2 separate regions of the Sus scrofa genome follow, and region 2 is linked to region 1. The links are chromatin contacts, called in public HiChIP or PLAC-seq maps. All regions are on one chromosome and are shown on one strand. Each heading gives the region's core, a stretch centred on a gene start, on an enhancer-like site or on the middle of the called end of the contact. The rest is flanking DNA. Distances are from core to core; before and after follow the strand shown. Region 1 overlaps THADA (thyroid adenoma-associated protein). Region 2 overlaps THADA (thyroid adenoma-associated protein).

Evidence for each region. HiChIP or PLAC-seq counts read pairs in DNA pulled down with a chosen protein or histone mark.
Region 2: a contact with region 1 is called in an H3K27ac HiChIP or PLAC-seq map of skeletal muscle. The contact joins two enhancer-like sites. A contact is called at or near these places in 2 of 47 Hi-C or Micro-C datasets (retroperitoneal adipose tissue and subcutaneous adipose tissue) and 2 of 2 datasets of contacts at active chromatin or transcription factors (alveolar macrophages and skeletal muscle).

The regions. Positions count from the first base shown.
Region 1 is chr3:96,994,106-97,000,011 of Sscrofa11.1, forward strand. All of the region lies in intron 28 of THADA (thyroid adenoma-associated protein), which reads left to right. Among named protein-coding and RNA genes, the nearest start is that of THADA, 120 kb to the left of the region's middle. Within about 2 kb of position 2,351, at least 9 of the 83 cell types and tissues checked have an H3K27ac peak or open chromatin away from gene starts, as enhancers often do. A contact at or near this core is called in skeletal muscle, where this site is marked.
Region 2 is chr3:97,106,643-97,112,548 of Sscrofa11.1, forward strand. All of the region lies in intron 32 of THADA (thyroid adenoma-associated protein), which reads left to right. Among named protein-coding and RNA genes, the nearest start is that of ZFP36L2, 91 kb to the right of the region's middle. Within about 2 kb of position 2,144, at least 22 of the 83 cell types and tissues checked have an H3K27ac peak or open chromatin away from gene starts, as enhancers often do. A contact at or near this core is called in skeletal muscle, where this site is marked.

The DNA.
Region 1 (5,906 bases), core at 1,101-3,600:
AAATCTGTCCACCTCCTGGTGCCTTCCATCCATGGAGCTAGGTTTCCCTGAGCATCCCTCTGCTTTGGCCTCCAGAGCAAGCTTGTGCCACTTTGTTAGCTCTTACCATGCCAGTCCTTCAATCATGCTTTAACTTCTGTCATATGTTTTAAGCTTGATGTTAAGTCCTTGAGGCTTAGAATTGAACCTTAATGTGCGCTGCCGGTGTCCTCCAGAGCACTTAGCATACTGCTCAGGACACGACTGTCCATTGCTTGATTGATTGGTGTATGTCTAGGCCCAGGATTGAGAATTAGCAGTCTATAAACACCGCAAGCTCTTTTTAGAACTGCTGGGTACCTTTGTACCAGGTTCATATTTTGGCTTGTCAGCTTGGTAGTAGAGATGTCAGGCCTAGATCTGTCCAGAAAAATCTGTTTTCCAAATCTCTCTCTCTCTTTTTTTTTTTTTTTTTTTTTTTTTTGGTCTTTTTAAGGTGGTACCTGCGGCACATGGAGGTTCCCAGGCTAGGGGTCGAATCGGAGCTGTAGCTGCCAGCCTACGCCACAGCCCCAGCAACTAGGGATCTGAGCCACGTCTGTGACCTGCACCACGGCTCATGGCAATGTTGGATCCTTAACCCACTGAGCAAGGCCAGGGACCAAACCTGTATCCTCATGGATGCTAGTCAGATTCGTTTCCACTGAACCATGACAGGCACTCGGTGTTTTCCACATCTTTACATGAACAGAATGGTGTTTCAGTCACACTCTGGAGCATTGTCAGCCAGGGACTGCCAACTCTTCCTTATGCTGACTAGCTGACTCAGGTGGACTGTTCCTCAGATCTCATTTCAGCTTTCTGGGGTACTTTTGTTCTTAATTAAAGGAAAGCTTATTTCTAAGACCATTCTTGAACCAAAGGCAAGTGAATATTCATTAAATGTTGACTTTCTTGACTTTAATTCACTTCAGTGGGTGACAGCTCAGGTGGGATTATGCCTTGACAGTGATCTGACAAGGCCCTTGTTCCTGGTAGTTATTGACTTTTCCAGTGTGAACCTTTTTGGTAGAGTAGGAGGCCAACATCCTGGTGTCTGAACCATATAAGGAACTGGCTTTCTTTTAATTTTGTGTTTTGAGTTTGAGGAAGATGGAGACTGTGCCAAGTTGGGACGTTTGAGCCTTCAGTGCTTAACTCATTTGATCTGAAAATTACTGGTAAAAGTACTACTTCTGCCAAGTGTAAAACCAAGTCTTAGAATATCGAATGCCCTGATATGACTGATGCAGCCCGCTTTAAGGCTTCTGAAAACTTAAGCCAGACTCTAGGAAGAGATTTTAATAGGCCGATGTGAACCCAATGCCCACAGTTGTCAAGGCTTCACACTTGTATAGTGCTTTTTGACACTCCTAAAATGAATGTTTATTCATTCGACAAATATTTTTTGAGCACCAGCTTGGAGCCAGACATTGTTCCAGGTCCGTGGAATACAGGGATGAACCATCACCAAGTGTTTCACTTCTCTGTTATTTTGAATTTTAACTTCTAACCTGCTTCCTCTTACTAGAATGTCAGCTCCTTGGGAGTGGATCTTTATCTCATTCACTGCTCCATCTCCAGCACCTGGAGCAGTGCCTGACATATAGCAGAAGCCCAGTAAATATTTATCAACATATTAGTGAAGTTCTACAGTGAAGGAAGTAAGAGTTGCTGCTGTAATGGTACATGGTGGATACATGGAATATGGGCTTAGAGGAATCAAGGAAGACACCTTAGAGCAAAAAAGATAATGGCTGAGCAAAAGGATATGCAGTATTTACCTGAGAAAGAGGAGGTGATATAGGAGGGGGCTGTTCCTGTTCAGAAGTCAGGAGTGATATGAGCCATCACAACACATGATTGCTATGCAGAGTGCAAGGGCCACGTGGCCTGAGATGAGGTCAGCCAACCTGAGGACACAGGAGCAAGGAAGTTATTTCAAGCACAGGTATAAAGGGATTAGATTTGTTTTAGTTTGATCAGTTTGACCACTGTGTAGAGAACACAATAAAGCTGGATTGGAAGTAAAAGTTTGAAGACCAGGGATGAGTTTGTTTGAATGGCTTTGTTTGTTAGGATAATATAGGCTAATGGTACCCAAACATTTGGACTTCATGAACCAGAAAAAAAAAATTAAATTTTGTGGATCACCATAATGGAGTTACTAACCTTTTCGTTTTGTTAAGTAAGGATGTTAAATGCACCACCTGTCAGAATCATTTCGTAAAACAAAGGACATTTTAATATACATGCCCACAAATACATACAGACCGCAGTCACAGGAGAATGTCAAATAAATGTTAGATGGTGAAATGGAATACATTTAGCTTGGCTTTCTCATTTTCCTCGTGAACGGTATACTGTGGTGTTCTGCTATTTATAAAGGTGATCCAGCCTAGGGAAGAAATGTTGGTGGTCTGAATTAGAATAGTGACAATGAAAGTTGAAAGAAATGAATAGAATTGAGAAATAGGAGGTCGAATCAGCAGAAATTGATGATTTCAAAGTACTTTCACATTTGATCCTAGTGGTAACCTGGTAAGGGAGTTAGGTTAGGTATAATTATCCCCGTTTAATAGATAGGAGACTGAGACTCAGAAGTTAAGTGACTTAACCTGAGTCGCATATCTGAGTAATAGCAGGATTGAAACCACCATTAAAATGGTGTGAAACTCTAGGTATGTGGCTCCCCTAACTTACCCTTTCTGATTTTTTTTTTTTTTTTTTGTCAAATTTCAGGGAAGAATGGAAAAGGAATCATGGGCTCCCTATGAGTCATGTGTTTTAGGGCAAAACATATGATATTGTCCATTCTTAGAATAAAACAATATTTTAGTGATGACTCTGATTCATCCTAATTTTGCAACATCATCTATTACCAATCCATGAACTTGAGTAACCCTATTTAAATCAGGCCAGAGGAGACGAAGAGGCTTCTTTGGCTGTATTTTCATTTTTATCCTGTCCCTTTGTCCTTTCTATAAATAAGCCTTGGCCACCCTATTTATGGATCTCTGTGGAGAGAGTGAGGCTTTGTGTGTATGTAAGGATATTTATCTCCTACCACCTGATTTGTTGGTTTGTCCCCCTTTTTCTTTCTTAGTGTACTTACAGGTTGAAGTTACTTGGTACTACATAAATTTTAGAAAGCATGGAGTAGGTTTTATGATGGACTGCCCCTTGTTGAATGGCAAATAAAGAAGTAGAAGTAAATACAAAGAACAAAATTGGACTTAAAGGAGGAAAAAATGAAGCAATCACAATTTGAATTAGACAAAAGGAAAAAATGTATTAGAAAATATTTGTGGGCAGTTCCTTCTAAATGGCTTTATAAACAACATTTTTGGTGTGTAGTCATAAAATCCTCTGACCTATGAAACACCAATTTAATGGAATTAATTAAAACTAAGACGGAATGCCAAAATTTACATGTGAAAATGATCAGTGACTGTTCCTTCAATTAGTTATTTTTATTCAGCCTTTGTATCAGTCATTCTCTGGGCTGCTTGTTTTCTGACAAATTTGGAAAACTACTAGAGTGACTGTAAATTATTTCCGTACAGACTCAACAGCTAGCCAGTGTTACTGTAATCACAAATAATTGTGAGAAATATGGTTTTTCTTTTCCAAGGATGAAATATACCTTTGTTGAAGCATCTGCATCTATTTGTGTGTATGTTCAGTGTCTATCTTTACCACTAGAATGAGCGCATTAAAAAACAAATACTGTTTTCGTAGATTGGGTGAGTAGGAGAATGGGAGAGCAGCATTATATATCACCATTTTTATTGTCTCACACACATCCTCTGGGTGGTGTGTGTGTGTGTGTATGTGTGTGTGTATGTATGCAGGTACACTCATTATTTGTGTTTGGACACCCTAACCATGTTTTTTTCTACCAATATGGATCCATCCACCCCATTTTATAGCTTTCTTCCTGGCCTCTGACTCTTATATTTGCTACAAAATATAAGTGTTAACATATTCAGAATACTAGGTAAAATTTTTTTGTGCCAGACCCAAATTTTAGCCATATTTTCAGTGCCTGCACTTCATGTACTTTTATTTTTTTTTTTCACTTCATGTATTTTTAGAAGCTATTTGTATAGCAAGTGTGAAAGTGACTTATGTTCTCTGATACTCTTGGATCTTAGAATCTCAAGGTGTGTTGACGTTAATGGTAATTTGTACCAGTCCCCCCCCCCCGTTCCTTTCATCTCCTCTTTTAAAGTGGGGCAGGGAACAAGGAGGGCCAGGTGGCAGGAGCCAAGGCCAAAGAACAATGCGTGAGTAATTGGATGAGAAGGTACAGTGTTGATTTGTCCATGTATTATCTCATTTCTCACAGTAACTCCACAGAGTAGGCACTGTTATTCGCATTTTATAGAAAACAAGGTGGGAAGGTACTCAGCAAGGCTGAACAAATCACCCAAGCTTACACAGCCAAGAAATAATTCTCCTCTCATCTGGCTGCTTCTAAACCTTTGCTCTTTCTCTACATTGTGTTTCCTCATGTCCATCCTACCACAGAATAAATAATCTATGGAACATGGTTTCAAATTTTAATCCGTGATGTAGTAGAAGCTTGTCTTTCTTTCTTTCTTTCTTTTTTTTTTAGAAGCCTTTTCTAAAATAAAACACTGTGTGTATTATGTAAAAATATTTTGTTATTGAAAATAAGCTGAATGTAGGCAGATAAATAGTATTTGAACTGCCTCAGTTTATGTGTCATATTATTAGCTCTTGTCTGAACTCATAGCATTGTTTTGCTTTAAATGTGATTATATAATTAAGATAGGTATTTTGCTTAACATTTGTGAGTTTTACACATTTTTAAAGACTTTACTTGGAGGTATTTATATACTTCAAATATTTACTGGGAAGTATCTTTGCAAGGTTAGGTGAAACATTTGACCAAGCTCCCACTTTCAATGAGTCTCTGTTGGGAAAGGTTAAATAGCACTGTAGAATAGTCTTTGGGCATTCAAGCAGTTCCTCTGCTCAAATAACGGTGAGTAAAATTGATGGTTTTAGTAATAAGGTCATAAAGTCAAAAAGAGTTACCACAGTGTGGTCAACATTTGACCATAAGGAACAGTATGTAAAAGTTGGTTAGCTGGAAGGATGTCCTGCCTTCTTAGTGACTGTTGTGTCTCTGTTTCTTTAGAGTCATAGCCAAATTGGAAAGAAGGGGAAAATCTTTTATGTAGGACATTTTGCATTTAGAATTGTTGTTCTTTAGATTCCCATGGCAAAAAGCTTCTACAGATCCATATAAACCAGAACCTATCCTTTGAATAAAATGCCTCTCTGCTGTATTGCTTATTCAGAATACTCTGTAATAGTATTGAGCCACCTTCTTGTTGGCCTCTTCTCTAAACCTTGTTTGACACATCATGGAACTTCATGTTTTTTAACTGATGGTTATTCTTTGCATTGGAATGTGTGTGTGTGGCAGGGAGAGAAGTACTACAGTCATTCCAAGACTTACCTAAAATTTATAATCAATATTAGAAAATAGCGGGATGTTTTTAAGGGATTAAATTGAAGTAGATATAATACAGGGACCAGAAGAAAATTTTAAAATGAGGAAGAGGTAAATTCACATTCTCAGAAAATGGGATAAAATTGATTGCATGAAATAGGAACAGGATGGTATTTTTAAAAGAGCAGTCAGAATAAGAAAGAGCTCTAGGAAATTAAGAAAACATGATAGCCCAAATAAAAATTTCAGTACATGGGATAGAAGACAAAGTAAAAGAGCTTTTCAGAGATACAACTAAAGAAATCAAGAGAGATGGAACATGAGAGAGGAAAATAATATGAAAATTAGAAGATTATTTCAGGCGGCTCAATATCCAACTTACAAGAGTTCAGAAGGGAGA
Region 2 (5,906 bases), core at 894-3,393, 110 kb after region 1:
TACTAACTAGTGATGTGTGGACCTTAAGTTCTTTGGGTCTCGGTTTTTATCCGTAAAGTTGGAAGCTCTAAAATGTGAAATAGATGAGGGTGGGGAAAGACACGGTGAGCAATGGGTGTGTGAGTTCAAAAGAGCTAAGCAAATAGAGGGAGTGTTTATTGTCAGATACTTGAGTCGGCCGTGCCGACGGGCCCCTAGGTTGGCCCTCACAGAAACAGCTATGCTTGGAGCCTTGCTCTCCACCAGACTGGCCCCCAGGACACAACACCAGAGCTTGCGGCTGCAAACCCAGATACTCTCCTTGATCGCCGTTGCGTCATACTTTTCATCCGATTGTGTTGGGAACACATAGACACAGTTTGTCTAGAAAACCTTGACTCCCTTCTTGGTTTTTGCCCTGATCTTGGGTAGGTCACCTGAGCGATGCCAGCTACTCTGTTGATTTCTAAAAATGGGAATAGTGGTGCCTGTTTTTCTTCTCTCTTAAGAATCTTACAAAGCAAGGATACTTTTTGAAAATAAAACTTTTATTACTACAATGGATCATTGCCAGGACTCATTTCCAAGTGCATGCGTTGCTGCACTCACATCAGCACAATTCTGTTGTCGGTGCCGTTGGAAGTTCTCACCTGTGATCTACATGCAGACCTCTCACGCAGCTTCTAGAAGTTTCCATTCACCTCACTTATGTACCCTTTTTAAAAGAATTCTAGGGAGGTGAGGTCTGAAAAGAAAGGAGACTTCTGTTAGCGTTTTATATAATAACTGAAGCTATATATCCGCCAAGCCCCAAACTGTACAATAAAAGTTTTCTTGGATACTACTTTTCTCCCATAATTCCTAGCACATTGCTTATTAAGTTATTAACCAGCAATTTCTCTGGCAGCATATTAAACTTTACTTTTAAACAAGTCACAGAGGGGGGGAAACATGCATCTCTCATAAAAGGAATAAAAAACATACACCCTCTAAAACAGTTTCTTCAGGCTTTGAACAAACCCCAAGCCCCACACAAGGTCTCTTTTTCCTCATTCTCTACACATAACTTGAGTGTTAGTACATCAATGAGAAAAAGATGCCTAATAGAAAGAGGGAAAAATATGAGGGCCTCTGGGGGTGTGGGAGGCTCCCTTGGGGGAGCCTCTGAAAAGGCAAGTGAGCCTTCAGGGAGGGAAAGGCAAAGCCTTGGTACTGAGCTTACAGACTTCCTCTAGAGCAGCGCACCCCCAGGGAAGCAGAGGCGGCTGTGGCCTCGACCTTGACCTAAGAAGGGCCTCAGGGCCTTGGGCAGACTGCCTGGACCTTTGCTGAGTGCCTACCCAGAACCCTGGTAAAGTGGTAAAGGCCCTTTGTCTTCACACACTCCATCCCCCGGGAACAAAAGCTGTCTTCCCAAGGGCGGCCCCAAGTGCTCTGTAGCGCGTGGCTGGGACGTTTGGTCCCTTTCTGGACAGACTCACAGCTCATGGTGTCTTGCTGTGTGCATGACGTCTTGGTAAGGACTCCCTGCAACCTGGTCAACCACCAGCGAAGGGCACGAAGATGGCTTCACTTTAAAAGGAAAATCCGAGCAGAGGGCTGCAGGGCAGCTTATACGTGTGGGTGTGAGTATAAACACTTGCAAAGCTCCAGACCAAGAAAGGCTGGATGGAAGTTGGAACATACCCTAAAAATGCAGCTCTGCCGGCACCCGCCTCCCCTCCCGCGGTGGCGGGCAAGGTAAACGAGCAGTCCCGGCTCGCCAGCCAGGCCCTGCATGCTGCTGCCAGCTGGCCTCGGGTGTAGATCTGGACTCTAGATGTTACCACGGGGGAAAATAACTTGTTTAAAAATATATATTCTGCAATTCATGACCGTTTGGCATCTCGGTTTAAACAGATCCCCTATTGTTTCTCTGAGAATGCCATATGATGGTTGCTTGGCTGGGGGCTGTGGTAAAAATGGAAATCAGAGGGGAGAGGGGGTTCTTTTTTATTTAATTTACACTTCCACATTTATATGACTTCATGTGGCCTGCATCAAAGGAGTACCTCCTGGCTCCTAACCACAGCAGCTCTTCCTTTTATAACCAAACATAAGGAGAGGCAGCGTCTGGTCGGCCGACCGCTCCTCTTGCAGAGTCTCCAACTGCCAGGGACGACAGAGGGGGCCCGCGGGAGCTCTGGGGGACCAGAGGAAGGTCAAGGCAGCAGCCCGTCAAGTCAGCTGTTCAGACTGTCCTCAGCGGCTCTTCTCTGATGGTTAGTCAGGGCCGGTTTCCTAGAGGGCAGGCTTTGAAGTGTGTTTTAAATACAGGACACTGTGTGGCTGGACATGTGTCAGGCAGGGGGGCCCCCCCGCCCCGCACTTATTATTCTTTTCTTCTCCCCACCCCAGCCCTGCCTCTCACCTGCCTTCTCTCCCATATTCCGCATCTTTGTTTCCTCTCTGCTTTTCTTCTGTCCAGCCTATTTCGGGGCTGGTGGCGGTCCCCAGGCTGATGCTTCATTAACTGACTGCTGACGCCATGGTGAGGGGCTGCCAGTGCTTCATACTCACTGCGCTGGAGAACAGAAGCCGCCTGAGTTGCAGTGAGCCCGTGGGAGCCCTGCTTAGAGGAGGAGCCCTTGGTGGGCTGTGCTGGGCCCAGCCCCTGCCAGGACCCAAGAGCCAAAGTCATCCTAAGCTGTCAAGCTTGTCTCCTGTACCTGTTTGAGTTTCTGGCCGGTGGCAGGCATGTTCCCACCGTTGTATCTTTGCTCCAGTGAACTCTCCTGCCTGGAGTTCCTTCTTTCCATGCACCATCAGTTCCTTCCCCATCTCCAGACCCCTCCTCCGTGATATTCGCTCAGATCGTTTTGTGAATGTCTTGGTTTTCTCCATGTATACCCCCAACACCGCCACACACACACACACACACACACGACCTAAGCTCTTCAAGGCCAGAACCTTGTCCCTTCCACTTCTCTTCCAAGGAGGATATCTCCCATGGTGCTTCGTAAAGCTTTCTAGATGAATAAAGTTAAGCCATGTGTCTAATCAGGATTCTGGGGAAGTAATTTTTCTGTAGGAACTGGAGTGACCTTAGACCCTGACTCTTGAAGTCCAGATAGGATCTCATGACTTAGAGACCTTAACACTCACTAACAGCGTCAAGCCAGAATGGTTGTCTTCAGCCCTCTGAAGATGGCAGTGGATTCTTCTGGAAGAGTTTCCTATGTCCAAAGTAAACCATCTGTTTCTCACACTAAGGAGCAGGACTCCCAGACTCCCAGGATGGCTTGGACTGATGGGGTCCCACTAGGGCTTCAACCCTTTGAAGCTTTTGGAGCTCTTAAAGGCCACTCCTAAGTGCCTCCATTTGGGGCGTGTCACCCATCCGCTGTCACTTCCTGCTGTCCCTCCTCTTCCACATCCCCTTTGCACTTCTTGTTATTATGCCATAGTCTTTGGACATGCTGCTTCCTCTGCTGGCAGTGTCTCCCAGGCTCCTCCTCATCCCCCAGCTCTGCTGAGGCACTTCCTGACTCACCTGGGCAGTTCCCCTTCCCCACCCTGAATTTGCACTCTGGCAACCCCTCTCTCTTTCTCTCTTTTTTTTTTTTTTCCTTTTAAGGGCCACACCTGAGGCATATGGAGGTTCCCAGGCTAGGGGTCGAATCAGAGCTACAGCTGCTGGCCTCCGCCACAGCCACAGCAACGCAGGATCCAAGCCATGTCTGTGACCTACACCACAGTTCACAGCAACACCAGATCCTTAACCCCCTGAGTGAGGCCAGGGATCGAACCTGCGTCTTCATGGATACTGGTCAGATTTCTTTCCACTGAGCCATGAAGGGAACTCCCTATCAACCCCTCTCTCAAGCACCCATTATAACATATGATTGGTTGTGTGTTTCTCTTGCTAAACTAGTGGATTTCAAGTTTTTTGACAGCCATTCACAAGAAGAAATACATTTTACAGATTACTTAATATGTATCTTTGTACTGAGTGTGGGTATGTATGTATACATACGCACCCACACCTATGAAATTTTGCATAGTTTGAAATTTTACTGTCTATATAAGAGATGAACAGTTTGCAAGAAATGCAACAGAGAGGGAATTTACTCAAGATTTAGCATATTTAATTTCAGGAACATTAGCTTTCAACATATTCACCATCATCTTGGATATTGGGCCTGACCCCATGGATATCCTTCAGTATAATAAAGGGTAACTTAGTACCTGGAAAAGAAAAAGACGTTAGACTGAATCAATAATATCTTTACCTCAAATTATTACATTTTATGAAATATTTATATCTTATGTCAAAGGTAATTGATTCAAAATTCATTCTCGGCAAGGATTTTATAGAAATTCCACAGATATTGGAGTTCCTGTCGTGGCGCGGTGGTTAACGAATCCGACTAAGAACCATGAGGTTGCAGGTTCAATCCCTGGCCTTGCTCAGTGGGTTGAGGATCTGGTGTTGCCGTGAGCTGCACGTATATGGCCCTAAAAGGCAAAAAAGAAAAAGAAAAAAGAAAATGTAAAAGAAAAAAGGCTGTTCGGGACTCTAAGTTCCTTGAGGGCAGTGACCACTGTCACTGAATCATTTCAGCTTTATGTTTCCATTCCCTGGCATGATTCCTGGCTCCCAGTGGCCTCTTAGTAAATGTTTTCTAAATGAATGGGCTTCAGTTAAAAAGCTCTGCAGCCCCTGGGATTCCGGAAGGGACAGGAGAAGTGAATAATTGATCACAGACTCCCCGAGAGCTCCTGCTGTCCCCTAGACACTAGAGCCATTGTGGACGTGTCTGGGAAGCCCTGCCTTCTGCCTCCCCCAGCTTCCAGGAGATTTAATGAAGTTCAGAGATCAGGGTCTCGGGTGGGTGTTAGTCAAGGGACAAATGATAAAAAGAGTGGAAGAAAGCATTTTTAACAAGCCCTTCATTTCATGTTATATGTGTAAACTGAGTCCTCATAGTACCTGAGGTCTGCTCTTCCTTCTGAAGCCACTCTTATGCTGCTTTTCAGCCCATCTGTTGGACCCTGACCACGCCTGACTTTTTTCAAACACTCTCAGTCTTTATTATACCATACCCTATGCCAGGATTTTTCCATTTGGGGGAAGAAAAAAATCCGGAGTCGTGGGCGGGAAGATCGACAGAAATGAGGGGGGTGTTGCCAGGGTTAAGATCCGTTGCCGAGTTGGTGTAGGTGCAGACCGCTCGATCCTGCTGTGCTCTGGTTAGCCGTGCACGCTCGATTCGACCTAGCCTGGAACTCATATGCCGCAGAGCGCCAAAAAAAAAAAAAAAAAAAAAAAAAAAAAAAAAAAAATCCCCAAGCCCACCAAAACCCTGTGGCTTGGTTTCCTGTCCAGCTGGCTTGCTCTTTCCCAGGATTTTATTCCCATCATCAAAGTGGCCTGACAGACCGAGAACAAACCTCTGGCTCACCCTGAACTCTCAGTGTACCATTTCCAAGTCAGAACAAACACCAAGTAAGAGGGAGAGAAAAAGAAAAAGAAAAAAAAAATTATTTCCTGACTTAGGAGCCAGGTCAGAGTGAAGCCCAACTTTGATTCCAGACAGAGATGTTATGAGGCCGTGGCCGTGGCTGTGGCTGTTCTCGAGGTTGGAGCCTTGAACGGTGGGCTCCAGGCCAGAATTTCTCTCTGGGCCAGTCTCGAAGGCGAGGCCATGGATGGACTCGTTTGTGGCCCCAGATCCTCTCTGTTTCCTGGAATCAGAAGCAGCCCTGGGTGAGGGAGCCTCCCGTGATCTCCTTGACTACATCAGACTTGGCTGAGCCCCTCAGAGCTATGGGTGCAGTCAGAGTGGTCCCTGCCATGTCCAAGGATGCCAGCAAGGTTGGCAGCCTGTGCCAGGCCAAGAGAGGGTGCAGAACACTTCAGCCTGGCTGGGGGCTCTAAAGATCAT